Regions from separate parts of the Callithrix jacchus genome. Here region 2 is linked to region 1. The links are chromatin contacts, called in public Hi-C maps. All regions are on one chromosome and are shown on one strand. The core of a region is the stretch at or near the end of the contact, and the rest is flanking DNA. Distances in the headings are between cores, read along the strand shown.

Evidence for each region. Hi-C and Micro-C count contacts between places; a contact is called where the count stands out from the background.
Region 2: a contact with region 1 is called in a Hi-C map of skeletal muscle, with 2.1 times the contacts expected there. The contact joins two enhancer-like sites. A contact is called at or near these places in 2 of 3 Hi-C or Micro-C datasets (induced pluripotent stem cells and skeletal muscle).

Annotation. Positions count from the first base shown.
Region 1 is chr9:121,468,477-121,471,883 of calJac240_pri, forward strand. It overlaps SUDS3 (SIN3A corepressor complex component SDS3), which reads left to right. Exons shown (of 12, transcript XM_002753054.7): 11 at 730-814. Among named protein-coding and RNA genes, the nearest start is that of SUDS3, 35 kb to the left of the region's middle. Within about 2 kb of position 2,110, at least 1 of the 16 cell types and tissues checked has an H3K27ac peak or open chromatin away from gene starts, as enhancers often do. A contact at or near this core is called in skeletal muscle, where this site is marked.
Region 2 is chr9:121,704,968-121,707,913 of calJac240_pri, forward strand. No RefSeq gene overlaps it. Among named protein-coding and RNA genes, the nearest start is that of SUDS3, 270 kb to the left of the region's middle. Within about 2 kb of position 1,649, at least 1 of the 16 cell types and tissues checked has an H3K27ac peak or open chromatin away from gene starts, as enhancers often do. A contact at or near this core is called in skeletal muscle, where this site is marked.

The DNA.
Region 1 (3,407 bases), core at 860-3,359:
GGCCACGCTGGTCTTGAACTCCTGACCACAGGTGATCCACCTGCCTTGGCCTCCCAAAGTGCTGGGATTACAGGCGTGAGCCACCTTGCTCAGCCTGTGGGATGATTTAATGTTCTTTATCCCCACTGGATTTGAAGCTCTGTGATAGCAGGGGCCTTGTGGCCTTTTTCACTCTCTGTCCTCAGTCTCCAGGATGGTCAGTGGTACACAGTAAGTGCTTAATGAGTATTTTTGAATGAGTGACTAAAGGGTTAAAGTTAGTCTTCCTTCTTGTTGGTGACTTATTTGGACAAATAGAAAATAAGTAACAGTTGCTCAAACCTATTTATTTGTTTTGTCTATCCAGCCTTCTTCAGTGTTCTGGGGTGGGGCCAGAAAGAGGGAACAGAGTTTTTATCTAAAATTTTTTAATTTACTTTTTGAACTGGGTCATATAGTCCAAATGAAAAGGAAAAATATGTAGTTTTCCAACCCTTTCTTCAGCCTCTCTTTTCCCCCTCTGTAGAGGGACCAAGGAATACAAGCTTTAGATCCAGAAGAAGATCAGGTGGTCTTCTAAGGATGGCAGCGTTTCAGTTAAGCCCTTGGAAATACAGGCTATTCCTCAATATAAAATATTAAGACTTCTTTAATGATAATTTTTGTTGTGATGCTGTTTTCCTTTTGTTTGGTTTTTACTTCCGCTCTCTCTCCCTCCCTTTTTACAAATGTGTGTCTTGTTTTTGTCAGGTACCACAAGAGCCAGGCCATCTATCTGGAGTCAAAGGACAACCAGAAACTGAGCTGCGTGATCAGTTCTGTAGGAGCCAATGAGGTGGGAACCACACTCCCTCACTTTTAGGAAAGCAAAGTGTGCACTGTGAAGTGTCGATATGAAAACCTGAAGTGAAAGTGCCACCAAGGAAGTACAGTGGAGTCATGTCTTCTATGTAGGGTAGATTCTAAAGTCAAGCAGAAATTGCACATGGTCAGAATCAATCTTGAAAAGCCCTTACATTTGCTTGACTGCAATATATGCAGACTTGTCTATTCCATGGGGTATTTTTGAACTTCTTGCACAGCTACTTATTTGGGAACCACGGAGCTAGATTCCAGGAAAGAACAAAAAGCAAGTGTGTATGGTGTCTATACATTCAGGTACTGCTTCTTTTTAAGGTAACCATCTACTGAGAATGGAGCTTGCCTGTGGAGCATGTTCCCTCTTGGTTTTGTTTCTCTAGAACTTTTACACATACCAATAGATTTGTTTCTTGCTGTGAGGATTGAATGAGGCACCTGGCACAGGGTCTAGCACCCAGTTAAGTGCTCACTAAATGAGTGCTGGCCTGAAACGACCCACTCGCCACTTGCCTGCTGTCTCTTCCAGCTGAGGTGTCCTGTCGTGCCTCTGAACAAGTTGCCAGGCTCATGCCCTTGGTTTTGGTCTCCTCGAGACACTCCTGTAGGATGGGGTCTGGTTTAAAAGTCAGCTCAGAGGGTTATACCTGAGGATGATGTGACTGCCCTCTGAGTTCTCCAAGTGGTCCTTCATTAGGAGTATGTCAGCAACATGTAACTTAATGTTGTTAGTTAAAAAAAAAGTTTAAAACTTTAATAGCTGGATTGGCTTAATGTTTTATCAGTTCTCAAATGTCTGCAAAGAAATAGATTTTTATGTGTCTAACCTCTGTAACTTATTCGTGCCATTGCACAGTAAATCTAATGAAACTGGATTATGAAATAACTTAAGCCTCTTCTATTCTTCCAGTTTCCTGAATTGAAAATGCCCCGAAGTGTGACTAGTTTGCAAAATGATTATTTACTTAGAAGTTAGGGAGAGCCTTCTAGATAAATGAATGCCATTCTTCTCTGGGCTGAGGATCTGTGTGAGTCCCCTCAAGCCAAGTCAGAACCAGAACAGGGAATCAAATAGACCTGTTCCTTAGTTAGCTAAGAGGTGTCACAATTTCATGATAAGCATTTGCACCTGGCTGTCTGGGTTGTTCCAGAAAGCACATGGCCTTCTAGTACCTGACCCTAACTTCAGAACCAGTGCATTATTCTCTGTGATATCTCAAGGTTTTTCAGAAAAATAGAAATGCAAGTTAGTTTTTTTCTCTCTTTCTGCTGACTCTTGTCACTTCTTGACATACAGTGAGATCTGACAAACAGTGACACGGAAACATGTCTCCTGGAGGGGAGAAGCCTCAGTGCATTGAAGACATGCCACTCTGGCAGTGGGGAAACAGTTCTCATTTCTTGGAAATGTTCCAGCTAATTTTTCATATCAAATCCTAGGTGACACTGGAGCTACTTGGCTTGACTCCGAGCAGGTTTGGTGGGTAGCTCTGAGTGTGTTGATGACTCCCTGACTTAGCCTCTCTTGAGATCAGGTTTTCAGTTTAAAATGATTCTGCAGGGTCCTCTGGAGGCTTAGCTTCCTGTGAGGTCTTTAACTTTTTAAATTTTTAAGCCAGTGTATTTGACTTTAAAGTCTCTCTACTGCTGAATAATCACATTAAAGAAATTGAGATAAAACTGAGAATGAGCTTTTTTAAAACCTGAAAATTGAGTCCAGGAAGGAGGAGATACATCTGTAAACTCGTATATATGGGTGAGATGTAGACTTTTAAAAACTCTGCTTTTGGCTCCATTTAATTGCATGTTACAGAAAAAGAGACAAGAAGAAGCCAGAGACTGCTTTAGTAGAGAAGAGCCAGGGGCTTTGATATCAGCTGCCAGAATTCACATTGTGATAAGTGACTCAGCCTTGCTGAGCTTTGGTTTCCTCTTCTTTAAAATGGGGCCAATAATAGTACTTATTTCATAGGGTTGTCTTGCAGCTGATAAAGCTCAGCCTGATCAGCACGGTGTCTGGCACAGTCAGAGCTCAGTGACCCTGACTCGGGGTCAGGTGACTGGCAGCAGCTCCCATGTTCACCCATGGCTTTAGAATGCCCCTTATCCAGTGCACTTGTCAGCCCTGGCAGCCCCCTCTTGCAAGAGTTCATTCTCAATTCTACAGAAGAATACATCTGCCCTGTAAAATGCACTGTAATCTGATACCATCGGAGGTAGAGGGGTATGGTGAGGAGGGAAGGACTCTTAGAGGTGCTTCAACCTTCTGGTTGAAGAATGAATTGCAGATAAGTTTCTTTACTCTTCCACTGGGGTAAATATTGACTATCATCGCACCCTCTTTTCTCTAATGTGAATGGATTTCTGTTGAGGTATTACATTTGTCCTTTATAAGCATCACTACCTCAGTTTTCATCCTCTTCTCTTATGTCTCTTTCTTGAGATTTCTTGTGTCTCTTCTCAGACAGACTTCTCAGGCTTCTTTTTTATTTCTTGGTTTTCAAGGACAAGTGTTTATTAGCTTCATTTTATTCTTGACACAGTTGTCCTTGGTTTAGTCTTCATTTGTC
Region 2 (2,946 bases), core at 399-2,898, 240 kb after region 1:
CAAAGATGTCTTCATCACTGGCTTGCCTGAAATGATGCCTTGAGAGTCACTTTTTGGGTTTTAAGCAGAAGTTACAAGGGGGTAGCCTGTACCCCAAATCCAGTTCATTAGCACATTTTGTCTGTTCTGTATTGGGTTATAGAAGTTTGAATTTATTGCCTACATTCAAAACTTGGGATGCTTCATGTAAAAAGCCATATCTTCTGCTTCTATTAAAAAATCAGTCCTCTTGGCAACTCTGGACTTGATTCTGATGGCACGGGTTGTCTGGAGTTGACTAGCTGTTCCCTCACTTAGGACATGTCCTTTAGTTCTCCCCGAGGCCCTGCCAGGTCTGCTCCAGTCAACATTTCTGTTATCAGCCTGGTTCTTGAGTTTGCAACTTCTCTATTATCTCACAGTTCACTCATTCAATCATTTATTCATTCAGCAGATACTTAAGTGTTGATGAAAATGGGAGATTTGAAAAACATTACACATGCACTCTAATCTCGAGTTTGTAAAGTGGTTGAGTAAAAAGGGACATACACATGCAGTCAAACCTTAACAAATAGTAATCGATTGATAACAAAGTTCAATTGTAGCGGGTTAAATAGTGTCCTCCCAAATTTATGTCCACCCAGATCCTCAGAATGTGACCTTATTTAGAAATAGGGTCTTTGCAGATATAAGATGAGCTCATACTGGATTAGGGTGGGCCATAAAGCCAATGATTGGTGTCCTTATAAGGTGAGTAGAGAATAGGCCCTGCACGGTGGCTCATACCTGTAATCCCAGCACTTTGGGAGGCCAGGGAGGGTGGATCACCTGAGGCCAGAAGTTTGAGACCAGGCTGACCAACATGGAGAAACCCCATCTCTACTAAAAATACAAAATTAGCCGGGCGTGATGACCTGTAATCCCAGCTACTTGGGAGGCTGAGGCAGGAGAATCACTTGAACTTAGACGGCAGAGGTTGCAGCGAACTGAGATCATGCTGTTGCACTCCAGCCTGGGCAATGATCGAAACTCTGTCTCATAAAAAAAAAAAGGTGGTTGAAATTATGCTTAAACTCTTTGTGGAAGGGGTGAGATTTGAACAGAGCCTTCAAAAACCAATAACAAGGAGAAAAAGAAGGAATCAGCCAGGCAAGACTATATCGTAGTGACAGGTGTAAGTATTGGGGTCAGACAGGTCTGGACACCAATCCAACAGTATGATCTCAGGCGTCAGTGAACATCTTCAAGCCTTCCTTTCCTTGTCTGTAAAATGGGAACAGTAATATTATGCATGTTTGTAATGAGGATTAAATAAAGTATGTACAGCACTTAGTAGTGCTGGCAATTAATACATGCTCAATAAATGGGATATTATTATTATTTTGAAAGGATGTGTGGATGACGGGCCCCGTTAGAGACAAATATACCATAAGGCATGCCACTTATTAATTCTTCCCAGCATTTATGCTGGAGTCTCCACTCGCCCTTCTAAATTCACTTTCTCTTGCTCCTTCCCACCGTGTTCCTTGGAAGGCTAACTATACAGACAGCATCAGCCAAGCTCCCTCGCCCTCTGGGCTCTTGCTGAATTCAGCCAAGAAGGAGGCAAGTGGCAGGGGATTTACGGAAAGGAGAGAAGGATCAGGCATTCTCCCTACCTGCTGCCAACTCCATTCGTGTGTATGAAGCAAAGCATGTCTTTTTATTCTGATACTTCAATACCTTGGAGCCTTGCTGAGTCTAAACAGAATGCCCCTCCCAGGGCTAGGCAATTCCTAGAGAGTGCAAACAGCTCACTCCAGGACTGCAACTTCTATTCGCAAACTCACGGATACAAACCCATCCCCCTACACATTTCCAGGTATCAGCCTTCCACACTCTGGACCACTACCCGCCTGCCCTTATCACCCGAGGGCCCAGTACCGAGAACTAGAGTTAGCCTATGTGCCCCAGAGCATACTGAAATTATTCAGACGACCCAATACTACACCTGCTTATCCTGCCTCACCCGTTTCTTCCCTCAGAAATCACAATAAAGGCTCTTTCTTTTTTTAAAAAAATTTTTATTTTACTTCAGGTTCTGGGGTACATGTGCAGGTCATGCAGGGTTGTTGCACAGATGCATACATAACCAGGTGGTTTGCTGCCTCTATTCCCCCTTCATCTACATCCAGCATTTCTCCCCATGTTATCCCTTCCTACCCTCCCCCACTGCTGTCCCTCCCCTAGCCGCCTACCCTACTGCTTACGTTTTCTTCCTGCTTCCTCTGCCTCTTGACCGGTCATGGTGCTGCCCCCATGTGGCCCTGCATGGCATCGCAAGCTCCCTCCATTTGGATCTGTGAGTAACAAACTATATTTTAATGGCAGGTAGTCATCACCATACCTGAATATAGTAACACCTATATTTTAAAACACCCTTCTGGGCTGGGATTTGACAATGGCCATGTTCTTCTACCTGCGGCCACAGCTTCTGTTGTACAGCTCTTGTGAGGTTCTGGTCTCACACTCTTCCCCCTCAACCCTTAATGCTTTCCTGGTGGTAACAGCTTTCTTTGCTATTGTTAGTCTCGGAGTGGTTCCGTATTCCTCACTAGTTCCACCAATCATTCCCCTGCCTCTATAAATAGTCCTTTCATTGAATAGCCTTCAAATGACTCTTTGAGTATGCCACCCAGGGCCATGAGTGACCAGGGCCATGAGTGATCAGCACTTTTAAGTTTCCACAGCATTCTCACATCCTTCATACCTGAGATTTACAGTCTTTGTGAATTGGGCAGGATCACTCTCATTTTGCCAGTGGGGAAACACATATTCTGAGGGGTTAAACCAACCTGCTCAAAGTCCATCTTCCACCTGCATATCTGGTACTCTTTCCAACTTGTCCCACTCACTGGGTCTGTCTTGTTCACTGTTGTATATCCAACTGCAGTGCCCGGCATGGACTCATTACTCAGTTAGCATTTC